Linked DNA regions of Pan troglodytes: region 1 is linked to region 2. Evidence: chromatin contacts called from public Hi-C data. All regions are on one chromosome and are shown on one strand. Each heading gives the region's core, a stretch centred on a gene start, on an enhancer-like site or on the middle of the called end of the contact. The rest is flanking DNA. Distances are from core to core; before and after follow the strand shown. Region 1 has its middle 29 kb from the start of MIR331. Region 2 overlaps FGD6 (FYVE, RhoGEF and PH domain containing 6).

Region 1 (5,380 bases), core at 821-3,320, 220 kb after region 2:
TTCGGTAGCTAAAGTTAGAAAAGGCTTTGAAGTGTCTGAAGAGGAGAGACAGGGAAGTGACTCACAGCTCAACAGCTTCACCCTCTGGCTTTGATGGTCCTTGGCTCCGTGGTGCTCAGTGTCTGTGTGAGTCTCAGGGAGTGAAAGCCCAATCCACAGCCCACCTGTTTGTATTCCTCACCCTCATTTGAGATTCTCAGAACTCAAGGAGAGCTCCTTTAGAAAATACGACTGCAGTTGTAGTGTAATTGAAATATCAAAAACCTTTGTTATTAAAAAACCCAAACCTTTATTATGTCACATGTAATAAAATATAAATGTGCTAACCTGGCTCAAATAGGTTGGATCAAATAATATTAAATAAAACAAAGGAGAAAAAAGAAACTTAAAAATAATTTTTTTTGATGGGATCTCACTATGTTGCTGGTCTTGAACGCCTGGTCTCAAGCAATCCTCCTGTCTAGCTTCCAAAAGTGCTGAGATTACAGGCCTGAGCTACTATGCCCAGCCAAGAAACTATTTAAGTACTATAAGTTTTGTTGTGCTCGCTTCGGCAGCACATATACTAAGTACTAAAAGTTCTGTGATATAATTTCTTAAGTTGATAATTCTATTTTAGTCTTTCAACCTGATTATAAGAATTTGGGACAAAGGCTCACGTAAACATGACTTTGGCTCGGTGCAGTGGCTCATGCCTGTAATCCCCCCATTTTGGGAAGATGAGGCAGGAGGATCTATCACTTAAGGCCAGGAGTTTGATGCCAGTCTGGGCAACATAGTGAGGCCTCAAATCTACAAAAAATAAAATTAGTCACGTGTGATGGTGTGTGCCTGCAGTCCTAGCTACTTAGGAAGCTGAGGCAGGAGGATCCCTTGAGCCCAGGAGTCAAGGCTGCAGTGAGCTATAATTGTGTCACTGCACTCCGGTCTAGGTGACAGACTCTGTCTCGCTTAAAAAAAAAATTAACATGGCTTCATTCCTCATAAAACATTGTGATGAAGAGTCACAATGTTTTGAGTCACTATTCTCTTTACTCCATCTTTGGAGAGGTACAGTGGAGGAGAACAAAAAATGGCCCAAACCAAGCCTTTTAAAGCCTCCTGAAGCACTCAACTCATCTTCTGTCTTGTCCCTTTAAAGGAGAGACATGGCTGGTTCCATCATTCTCTCTCCTCTACTGCGGTGTCACTACACACTTCAACCATTTCCACTGGTCACCTGGAATTGTAACTACAGACTACAGTATTTGTTCCTGTTTTTGTTGTTTTTCGAAATGGAGTCTCACTCTGTCACCCAGGCTGGAGTGATTCTCGCCTCAGCCTCCCAAGTAGCTGGAATTATAGGCACACGCCACCATGCCTGGCTAATTTTTGTATTTTTATTAGAGACGGGGTTTCACCACGTTGACCAGGCTGGTCCTGAACTCCTGGCCTCAAGTGATCCTCCCACCTCGGCCTCCCAGGGAAGTGCTAGGATTATAGGCATGAGCCACTGCAGCTGGCCTGTTCCTGTATTTGCATCTGAACAGTATTTGTATCTGGACAGGAACTCTCTTTCCTCTTGAAGTCAAGGATCACGTCAGAACAGATAGAGTAATGTAAATATGTGAGCTGGCAATTTGGAAATAATATTCCACAGAGACAATCTTGTCCCACCCCAGAGCCCTGGATGCACATGTGTATAAAAAAGAACACTTCAGTTAAAGAATCCTTCCAGCCCCATGCATCCGAACAAACAGCTGAAATGAATTTTCAGCTGAGTTTTCACAACGCTCGTTGCAAGCTCTTTGCCCTCATTAAATTATCAGGAAAATGCAAGTTAATTTATTATGCGTAATCACATCATTCTCCGTAGCACTTCGCCCAGAGAAACCTAGCCCAATATGGTAACATCAGAACAATGCTTCACCTCACATCTTCCTTTGAAAGATAAAGAAAACACAGAATCATTCTGCTTCTCTCCGGGGAAGGAAGGCAAAGCGTTTCCCCAGGCCCTCAGAACACCATCTGGCTGCAGTCTTTCCTTTTAGGGACCTGGTGTTTTCTGGCCCAGGGACAAAGCGCATTTATTTCAGATGGATCAACACTGTCACCCAGCGGGCAGACAGCTAGGCAGGCTGAGTCCTTAGCCTTGCTCTTGGCTTGACAGCCAGATACTGACAGCCCGTATTTGAATAGGAACCTGTTTGTTTCGGGTGATCAGGATTAATTGTTAATATTCTCTTGGAGGGAACTGGGACAACCTCAGCTGACAAGGCTTTGATTTGGATGTCATGGGTGAGTGCAACTTAAGAAAGACATATATTTTCATCGTGCTGATGCTTTTTTTTTTTTTTAAGCCACCAGTGAATTTATAAGAAGCACAGGCTGTAAACCAACCAAGCACGTCTACCAAGACTCCCAGAATCAAATAGGTTTGCAGGAGCAGGGTGATATTTGGTCACCTGTCAGGTACTCTGGGAAGACCCCTCTACCACAAAATAAGACTAGTTGTTCATTGTTCGTAGTGACAGTGATGAATATTTTGAAAACTGAAAATAGATGTGTGTGTGTGTGTGTGTGTGTATCTGTGTGTATCTGTGTATTGAAATGTCAGGAAATAATCTGCATTACTACGGTGAAATCAGTGGATGAGTTAGTCTTTGTTTCTCTATTTTGTATATATCTCAGAAGACAAGCACGGGATGCAACCTCTGTCCCATCTCATTTGTACTGAGTCCTTTTCTCTTGTCTAAACTGTCACTTGACACTTGAAACAAGCTGGATTCCTTTGCATATTGAGGTAGGCTCTGTGCCTTCTTGCTAAATGTACGTTTGAATTAGTTCTTCTCCCCAGCTGGAGCTCATCAACAAGCTGAAAGCATTCATCTGGGAACACTTTACACTTCTTATGAGCATGTCCGAGGAAGTGGGGGCTGAGACTTCACCTTGTAGAAACTCTTGCAGAATTTTGATTAAAAGCAGTCTCTGTTCATAGTGAGAAAATCTGGATTTGAATTCTGATCCCACCACATGCGAGCTCCTTGACCTTAGATAAGTTAACCTGTGTCTCAGTTTCCACCTCTGTTATCAGGGATAAAATTAGTACCTACCCCCTGGATTGCTGTGAGGATTTAGATAAGAAAATACACATGAATAACTTAGCACAGTGCCTGGGCACATAGTTAAAGATCAATAAACATTAGTATTACCATTGTCATAATTATTACAATGATATCTATCATATATATTATTCCCAAAATGCAACTTTCATAAAGTGCCTCTAGGCTAGCAGATGAAATCATGGCATCTTTTTAGCTGGAAGGGTCCTGAAAGATCATCCAGTCATTGCTTCTCATTAAAATCACCCAGAGAAACTTTTAAAACAAACGCTAATACCTCATTGTAGCCAGACAAAATAATACTTACTGTATGAATCCTTTTTTTTTTTTTTTTTGAGATGGAGTCTTGGACGGTCACCCAGGCTGGAGTGCAGTGCCATGATCTCCGCTCACCGCAACCTCTGCCTCCTGGGTTCAAGTGATTCTCCTGCCTCAGCCTCCCAAGTAGCTGGGATTACAGGCACCTGCTACCACGCCTGGCTAATTTTCTGTATTTTTAGTAGAGATGGGGTTTCACTATGTTGGCCAGGCTGGTCTTGAACTCCCTACCTCGTGATCCACCTGCCTCAGCCTCTGAAAGTGCTGGGATTACAGGCATATGAATCCTTTTAGATGAAATTCTAGAAGGGACAAACCTAATCTATAGTGACAGAACGCTGATCAGTGGTGATCTGGGGATGACATTGGAAGGACTGGCAGCTAATGGGCCAAAGGAAACTTTTGGGGTGATGGCAGTGTTTTCTATCTTGACTGTGGAAGTGATTACATGGGTACATACGTTTGTCAAACTCATTGGCGCTTAAAATATTCACTTGAACGCATTACGTTGTATGTAAACTATATTGTAATAAAGAGAATACTGATGCTGGGTCTCATCCACAGACATTCTGATTTAATTGTTCGAGGGTGAAGCCCAGAAGTCTTTTTTTTTTATGTATCCAAAGCATCAGCTGTGATTGAGAGCCACTGATCTAACTCAGTCTTCTTTTTTTCCAGATGACATGAACCCAAACAAATACAGCTGGTTAAAGGGGAAGGTCTTAGACTAAAATTCAGGTCACCTGGTTTCTTGTGCGCCAAACCTTATCTTTACTTACAACATGTCCTCTGCCTGGAACCTCTTTCTCTTCCTTCTGCTCATCTCTCTGACAAAATCCTACCTACCCTTAGGGGCTAGTATACAGTTGGCTTTAACCAATAGTATGAGCAATAGCATACCACATAACTTTCGAGGCTGGAGTGCAGTGGTGTAATCACAGCTCCTTGCAGCCTTGACCTCCAGGCTCAAGTGATCCTCTTGCCTCAGCCTCCTGAGTAGCTAGGGCTACAGGCATACACTACCAAGCCCAGCTAATTTTTTTAATTTTGTAGAGACAGGGTCTCACTATGTTGCCCAGGCTGGTTTTGAACTCCTGGGCTCAAACAATCCTCCCACCTCGGCCTCCCAAAGTGCTGGGATTACTGGCATGAGCCACTGTGCTCGGCCAGGAACATTCCTTCTTCAAACCAGCACCATGTTGTGAGGAAACCCAAGTGGCTATGAGGAAACCCAAGTGGCTATGCACATATGACACTTCTCAGGAAGCCTCAGGCTGTGGCTCACCCCACTGGACTAGGAGCTCCTTGGCAGAAGGAACTGTGGCTCATTTTATTGACTGAGTGAGTGAGTGAGTGTATCTTCAGTATTCAGTACTTGTGTTTGGCACAGAGCAGACATTCAATAAACATTCGTTGAACTGAAAAACCAGTGGAAGGGAATTAGCATTTATTGCCTATGATGTGCCAGGAATTGAAACAAGCACTTTGTGCACATTATCTCACTGAATTTTTACAATAATTTTATGAGTTGGTTATTATTTCTCCCTTTTGAAAGGGAGGATACAAGCTCAGAGAAGCTTAGTAATTTACCAAAGGTCACACAGCAAGCAAATAGTAGAACCAAGGTTTGAACTCAAGTGTGTTTGTTTTCAAAGTTCATGCTTTTTCTCTACCACACTAGGCTGTCTTGCTTATGGTAGTTATTCTACTAGGTCTTACACTATGGATTTTTATGTAGCCATATCTCCTCAACTAGGTTATAAGCTTCATAAAGGTGGGAATTAAATTTTAGCACTTAATTTTCATATGAACTCATGAGGTGAATGATTTGGCCACCTCAGTTTTAACAGAGTATTCAATTTTTAAATTCATTAGAGTAACAGTAAAGATAATGCAACAGTTTTAAATCTGCAGTTATAAGAAGACCTGAAGTCAAGGGTTATCCCAAGGTTGTGATTTAA
Region 2 (5,954 bases), core at 1,407-3,906:
GGTTAGAAGTCAGAGATGCAGACTGGACTCGGTGGCTGATGCCTGTAATCCTGCACTTTGGGAGGCCAAAGGGGGTGGATCACTTGAAGTCAGGAGTTCAAGACCAGCATGGCCAACATGGGGAAACCCCATCTCTACTACACACACACACACACACACACACACACACACACACACACACACGTCAGACATGCTGCTAAATATCTTATAATGCAGCCCTGCAACAACAAAAAAATTATCTGACCCCAAATATCAATAGGTCTGAAGTTGAGAAACCTTGCTTTGGATGAAGATAGTCTGTAAATAAGCAATATGGTATATAGTAGTACTTATAATACAGGAAAGAGGTAATAGAAGAACCTATATTTAATAAATCTTTAACACCAAGGAAAGTCATGGAATTTCAAGGCAATACTTCCTTCTCTGTTGAGAAATGCTGGATGGCCTCCCATTACCTGTTAAATTAATACAAATTCCTTTCTGGAATTTAAAGCCCCCTGCTACATGGTCCCTATCGATTTTTCTCTCTCTCTTGCTACTGCCTAAAATGGGCCCTTTGTTCTGACTAAATTTGATCTGTGCAACCCCTTAAACACTCCCCATGTGTCCCCCTGGCTTCACACTTTTTGTCTCTAATAGTCCCTTTTTCTCGATCCCTTCCTCTGTCTCGCTTATACAAATTCTACTCACACTCTTCAAGGCTCTTCTTAAATCCCCCTTCTCTTACAAAATTTCCATTTGAAAGAAACGTTTTCTGCCTTTGAATAACACATGACACAGCAGTCTCACTTTATGCTTCTATCATTTTCTTTTTCATTAGACTCAAAGCTCCTTGTGAGCAAGTCATCTGACACATCTTTCTCTCACACAGCACTTAGTCAGGGGCTTTGCACAAAGGGGACAATAAATGCTTACTGAATAAAAACAGTTCACTTACTCATTCAAGACAGAGTCTCACCCTGTCGTCCAGGCTGGAGCACAGTGCTGCAATCATTGCTCACTACAGCCTCAAATTCCTGGACTCAACCAATCGTCCTGCCTCTGCCTCCCAAATAGCTATGACTACTGGTGTGTGCCTCCATGTCTGCTTTTTTGTTTTTTTGCAGAGGCAGGGTCTCGCTTTATTGCCCAGGCTGGTCTTTAACTCCTGGCCTCAAGCAATCCTCCTGCCTTAGCCTACCAAAGTGCTGGAATTACAGGCAGTGAGCCACTGCACCTGGCCAAAAATATATTATTTTTTAGATAGGATTGTATTTTAGTTGAGGTAAAAGGCAATAAATGCTGAAACCGATTCTAATGCCAGTGGGAACCGAGGAAATGAAAGGAGGAAAGGTGTGTTCAGTGACTGAATATATCTTTATCAGACCCAACTGCTAGTTAGTACTATTATGGAATAGATACAACTTCATCTCATGGATTTATGACATCATGCTCAGAGGAACAAAGGAAAACAGGGGTATTGGTGCCAGATCTTCAAACATAACAGATGACACAAACACGTGCCCCGTGCTGAAACTTCGTAAGTCTTTGAGACAGTGATCTAAGAGCCTGTGTGAGTCTAGACGTGCACATTATAAATATCCAGCACTGGCAATAAGCCATGGTGAGATGTTATGTATAAACATATTAAGCTTCCCTGCGCCATGGCATAGGTTCTATCTTGCCAGAGACCATCGCTAGCAATTTAGATCTTAATCTGAACGAAGAGAGCATCCCCCCCAAAATATAAAGGAAAAATGAAGTGGGCACACACAAAAAATAAAAAATTCCCAAATTAACAAAATACATAAGTTATATGTTATACTTAGCCCCATCTGGAGATGAAAATAAATATTCTCACTCTGACCCCACTCAGAATGCATTCAATATATTACATAATCCATGTCTGGTGAGTGCAAACATTTAACATTTCTATGGCTGACAGTTGACAGGGTTGGGGAGACAAACTTACCCTCCCTATTAGATGTTCTCAAACCCTAAGCTACCTCATTAATCAAGTGATTTTCCTTAAGCTGTTAGTTACTATATCTTGTTGTGGAAAGGAATGCAGATTTACCTAAATATCAGACTCATGGCGACTTCCTAGTTTGTCTTAAATTTCTGTTTTTTAATACAGAAGTATATCCATGAAAACAGAGACATTTCTCTAAACCAAAAGGGCTCCCCAGAAGATGTCCATATTAGGAAATCCTGACCTCAGAATCACTGTGCTGAGCCTCATAAACTTCTAAGTTGCATTTTCTTTGCTTGTACTCAAACATGAACTTTTATGAACACAGTTGAAATACACTGAGCAGAAAACCCACCATTAACACGTTGCAACATCATGCTATTAATCAAGGAAGTAACGGAGTTAGGTTTACCCTCCTTGCCAATTTTTAAAAATATCTTTATGGTCTCCAAAATCCAACTCTCCAACTTATCCATCCATCCACCCATCCATCAATCCATCCATCCATCCATTCATGTTTTTAGGGCATCTTCTTGCAGTATATCTTTTTGAGAACTTTTACCTTGGCAAAGAGAGCAGGGCCTGGATCTCCTTAAACAGTTAAGAATCACCTGGGGCCTTAACTGCAGCATAAGAATGTGACTGATCACCCTGAGTCAGATGGGAGGAACAGGAAACCAGTAGCTGCCCCAGTAACTGTTATAACCCAGGTGAAACCCAGGAAAGGAGACCAGACAGACACGCCTATATTGGTCATAGGGAACCACCTATCACTTAGGACCTGGTATTCGGCAGAAGCTTTCCTAATAACAACGAGGAGAGCAGTCATTTCAGTTTGCCATGTTAGACTGGTAGTATTCTATGACCTCTCTGTTCCTGCCAAAACAAATTGAGCATTATTCAAAACTTCACTAATAAAACTGCCTCAAATGCCACTGAGGTTATTTTTATCAAAGGAAAAAAAAGCAGATGTTGGTTCAGCATGTAGGTACACTACAAAATGTACTCTCTGGCCACCAGGTGGCATCACTGATTAATAAAAGTTTATTAACTCCATCACCATCACCCAACATGAGTAGCAAAAAATTAACTGGAACACAACATACTATGTGCAACTTCTAGGGATATGCAAGCTGCCTTTTTTTTTCTTTCTTTTTTTGGAGGGTCTCGCTCTGTTGCCTAGGCTGGAGTGTGCAGCGGTGTGATCAATGCTCATTGTAGCTTCAATCTCCCAGGCTCAAGTGGCTGTCCCACACCTCAGCCTCCCAAGTAGCTAGGACAACAGACCTGTACTACCACGTTGGGCTAAGTTTTTTATTTTTTGTAGAGATGATGTCTCACTATGTTGCCCAGGCTGGTCTTGAACTCCTGAACTCAAGTGATTCTCTCACCCTGGCCTCCCAAAGTGCTGGGATTATAGGTGTGAGCCACGGTGCCAGTACAAGTTAATTTTGTTCTCATATAAAATGCCCAAGGCCACCGGGCGCAGTGGCTCATGCCTGTAATTCCAGCACTTTGGGAGGCCGAGGTGGGCGGATCATGAGGTCAAGAGTTCGAGACCAGCCTGGCCAACATGGTGAAACCCCGTCTCTACTAAGAATACAAAAACTAGCCGGGCATGGGGGCGCATGCCTGTAATCCCAGCTACTCAGGAGGCTGAGGCAGGAGACTCGCTTGAACCTGGGAGGCAGAGGTTGCAGTGAGCTGGGATCATGCCACTGCACTACAGCCTGGGTGACAGAGCAAGACTCTGTCTCAAAAACAACAACAACAACAACAAATTCCCAAGGCCAGGCATAATGGCTCATGCCTGTAATCCCAGTACTTTGGGAGGCTGAGGTGTGCAGATCACTTGAGGTCAGGAGTTTGAGACTAGCCTGGCCAATATAGTGAAACCCCATCTCTACTAAAAATATAAAAATTTGCCAGGCATGGTAGTGGGCACCTGCAATCCCAGCTACTCAGGAGACTGAGGCAGGAGATTTGCTAACTCAGGAGGTGGAGTTTGCAGTGAACCGAGATTGTACCTCTACACTCTAGTCTGGATGACAGAGCGAGACTCTGTCTCAAAAAAAAAAAAAAGAGAGAGAGAGAAAGGATGAGGACCCAATATATACTATATCTTGTTGGAAATCTAAGTTTTCTGTATAAGGGTTCCCAGGGAGCCTTAACACCACTCATTGATTACCTAATCAATACATAACCAACTTAGAGCAGAAACTAGTCGGAAGTCCTGTTAACTATTAATAAAAATTAGTCATCTGTGGGAATCTGGGACTTTTTGCATTCAACACCCAGTCAGATTCCTGGACCGTGCACTGAGAAATGTTTGGCAGCAAAGCACAGAGGAAATGAGTGTATAGGAGGGATAACATTCCAAAGTCAAGTGTTTTGAATTTGAGGACATGTCTTGCTTTGTATTTTTCAGATTTCTTCTTTCCTCCATAAATATGTAGTGGGATCAGCAACACATACAGAATTATGGGATCCAGAGAAAAGTAAGTCTAGTCAATATGACTTTGTAAAGTTTTATGAAGTTTCAGATTTTGCAAGAAACAACCTAAAATTAGCCTGACTTGTGAAACAAAGTACTGATCATTTTAAATACCAAAAACAAGCATCAAGTGTCAAGTTACAAAACATACTGACACTTCAAGGCAGCTTGGTGAAGTGGTCAAGAGCCCTTGCTCTGGAATTAGAAGACAGAAATTCTTGGGCCAGGTGCAATGGCTCATGCCTGTAATCCCAGCACTATGGGAGGCCGAGGTGGGAGGATACAGCCTGGGCACATAGTGAGACCCATCTCTAAGTCTTTAGATGATGATGATGATGATAATAATAATAAAGATAGAAATGCTTACTCTGCCTGGTCCAGCCACATCTAGTTGAGGCATGGGACTTTGGCCATGCCCCATAGCATTTTTGTGTGTTAATATCCTCATGCATAAAATAACTAGGCTGAACCAGAATGAAAACTGTAACGATTCTCATTCCAAAATATCATGAAACATATTTTGTTGAATAAAATAAAAAATGAAAAATTTGAAAAATTAAATAATGAGGAAAACTTAAACTATGAACATCTCTGAGAAAAACAATTACTAAACTATTTCCTTGTTTTTATAAATGCTTGATTTGACTTAAAAACCATCCTAGGGGTATATCATACAGTACTTAGGTGTTCTATTAGCTCTTTAGTGCATTTAATTTGTTTTGGCTATTTACGTAAGTAGGATGGCAATACAACCTTATCTCCCCATATAGTCCTGCCTTATACCTGCTGTCCAGGCATAATTATAAATACTGTCCTCTTTTACTTTTGTAAGTTAATGGGTTTGGATTTATAAGTAACACTGATTAGCACTGTCGACTGGTGTGGTGGCTTACACCTGTAATCTCAGAACTTTGGGAGGCCGAAGTGGGCAGATCACCTGAGGTCAGGAGTTTGAGACCAGCCTTGCCAACATGGCAAAAACCTGTCTCTACTAATTAGCTGGGGGTAGTGGCACACGCCTATAATCCCAGCTACTAGGGAGGTGGAGGCAGGAGGATCGCTTGAACCCAGGAGGCAGAGGTTGCAGTGAGCCAAGATTGTGCCACTGCACTCCAGCCTGGGTGACAGAGCAAGACTCCATCTCAAAAAAACAAAAATAAAAATAAAAAAATAGGCCAGGTGCAGTGGCTCATGCCTGTAATCCCAGCACTTTGGGAGGCTGAGGCAGGAGGATCACGATGTCAGGAGTTCGAGACCTCCCTGACCAACATGGTGAAACCCCATCTCTACCAAAAATACAAAAGTTAGCCGGGTGTGGTGGAATGCGCCTGTAGTCCCAGCTACCCAGGAGGCTGAGACAGAAGAACTGCTTGAACCCAAGAGGCGGAGGTTGAAGTGAGCTGACATCACGCCACTGCACTCCAGCCCGGGTGACAGAGTGAGAGTCCATCTCAAAAATAAATAAATAAAAATAAATAAATAAATAAATAAATAAATAAAGCATGCCTT

The links. A called contact is a pair of places that touch in the nucleus more often than the background predicts.
Region 1: a Hi-C map of induced pluripotent stem cells shows a contact between it and region 2, with 3 times the contacts expected there. The contact joins two enhancer-like sites. A contact is called at or near these places in 5 of 7 Hi-C or Micro-C datasets (blood, induced pluripotent stem cells, a lymphoblastoid cell line and 1 more) and 1 of 1 other capture datasets (stem cell-derived neural stem cells).

Annotation. Positions count from the first base shown.
Region 1 is chr10:102,175,136-102,180,515 of NHGRI_mPanTro3-v2.0_pri, forward strand. No RefSeq gene overlaps it. Among named protein-coding and RNA genes, the nearest start is that of MIR331, 29 kb to the left of the region's middle. Within about 2 kb of position 2,071, at least 9 of the 24 cell types and tissues checked have an H3K27ac peak or open chromatin away from gene starts, as enhancers often do. A contact at or near this core is called in induced pluripotent stem cells and stem cell-derived neural progenitor cells, where this site is marked.
Region 2 is chr10:101,957,790-101,963,743 of NHGRI_mPanTro3-v2.0_pri, forward strand. All of the region lies in intron 6 of FGD6 (FYVE, RhoGEF and PH domain containing 6), which reads right to left. Among named protein-coding and RNA genes, the nearest start is that of NR2C1, 45 kb to the left of the region's middle. Within about 2 kb of position 2,657, at least 3 of the 24 cell types and tissues checked have an H3K27ac peak or open chromatin away from gene starts, as enhancers often do. A contact at or near this core is called in induced pluripotent stem cells and stem cell-derived neural progenitor cells, where this site is marked.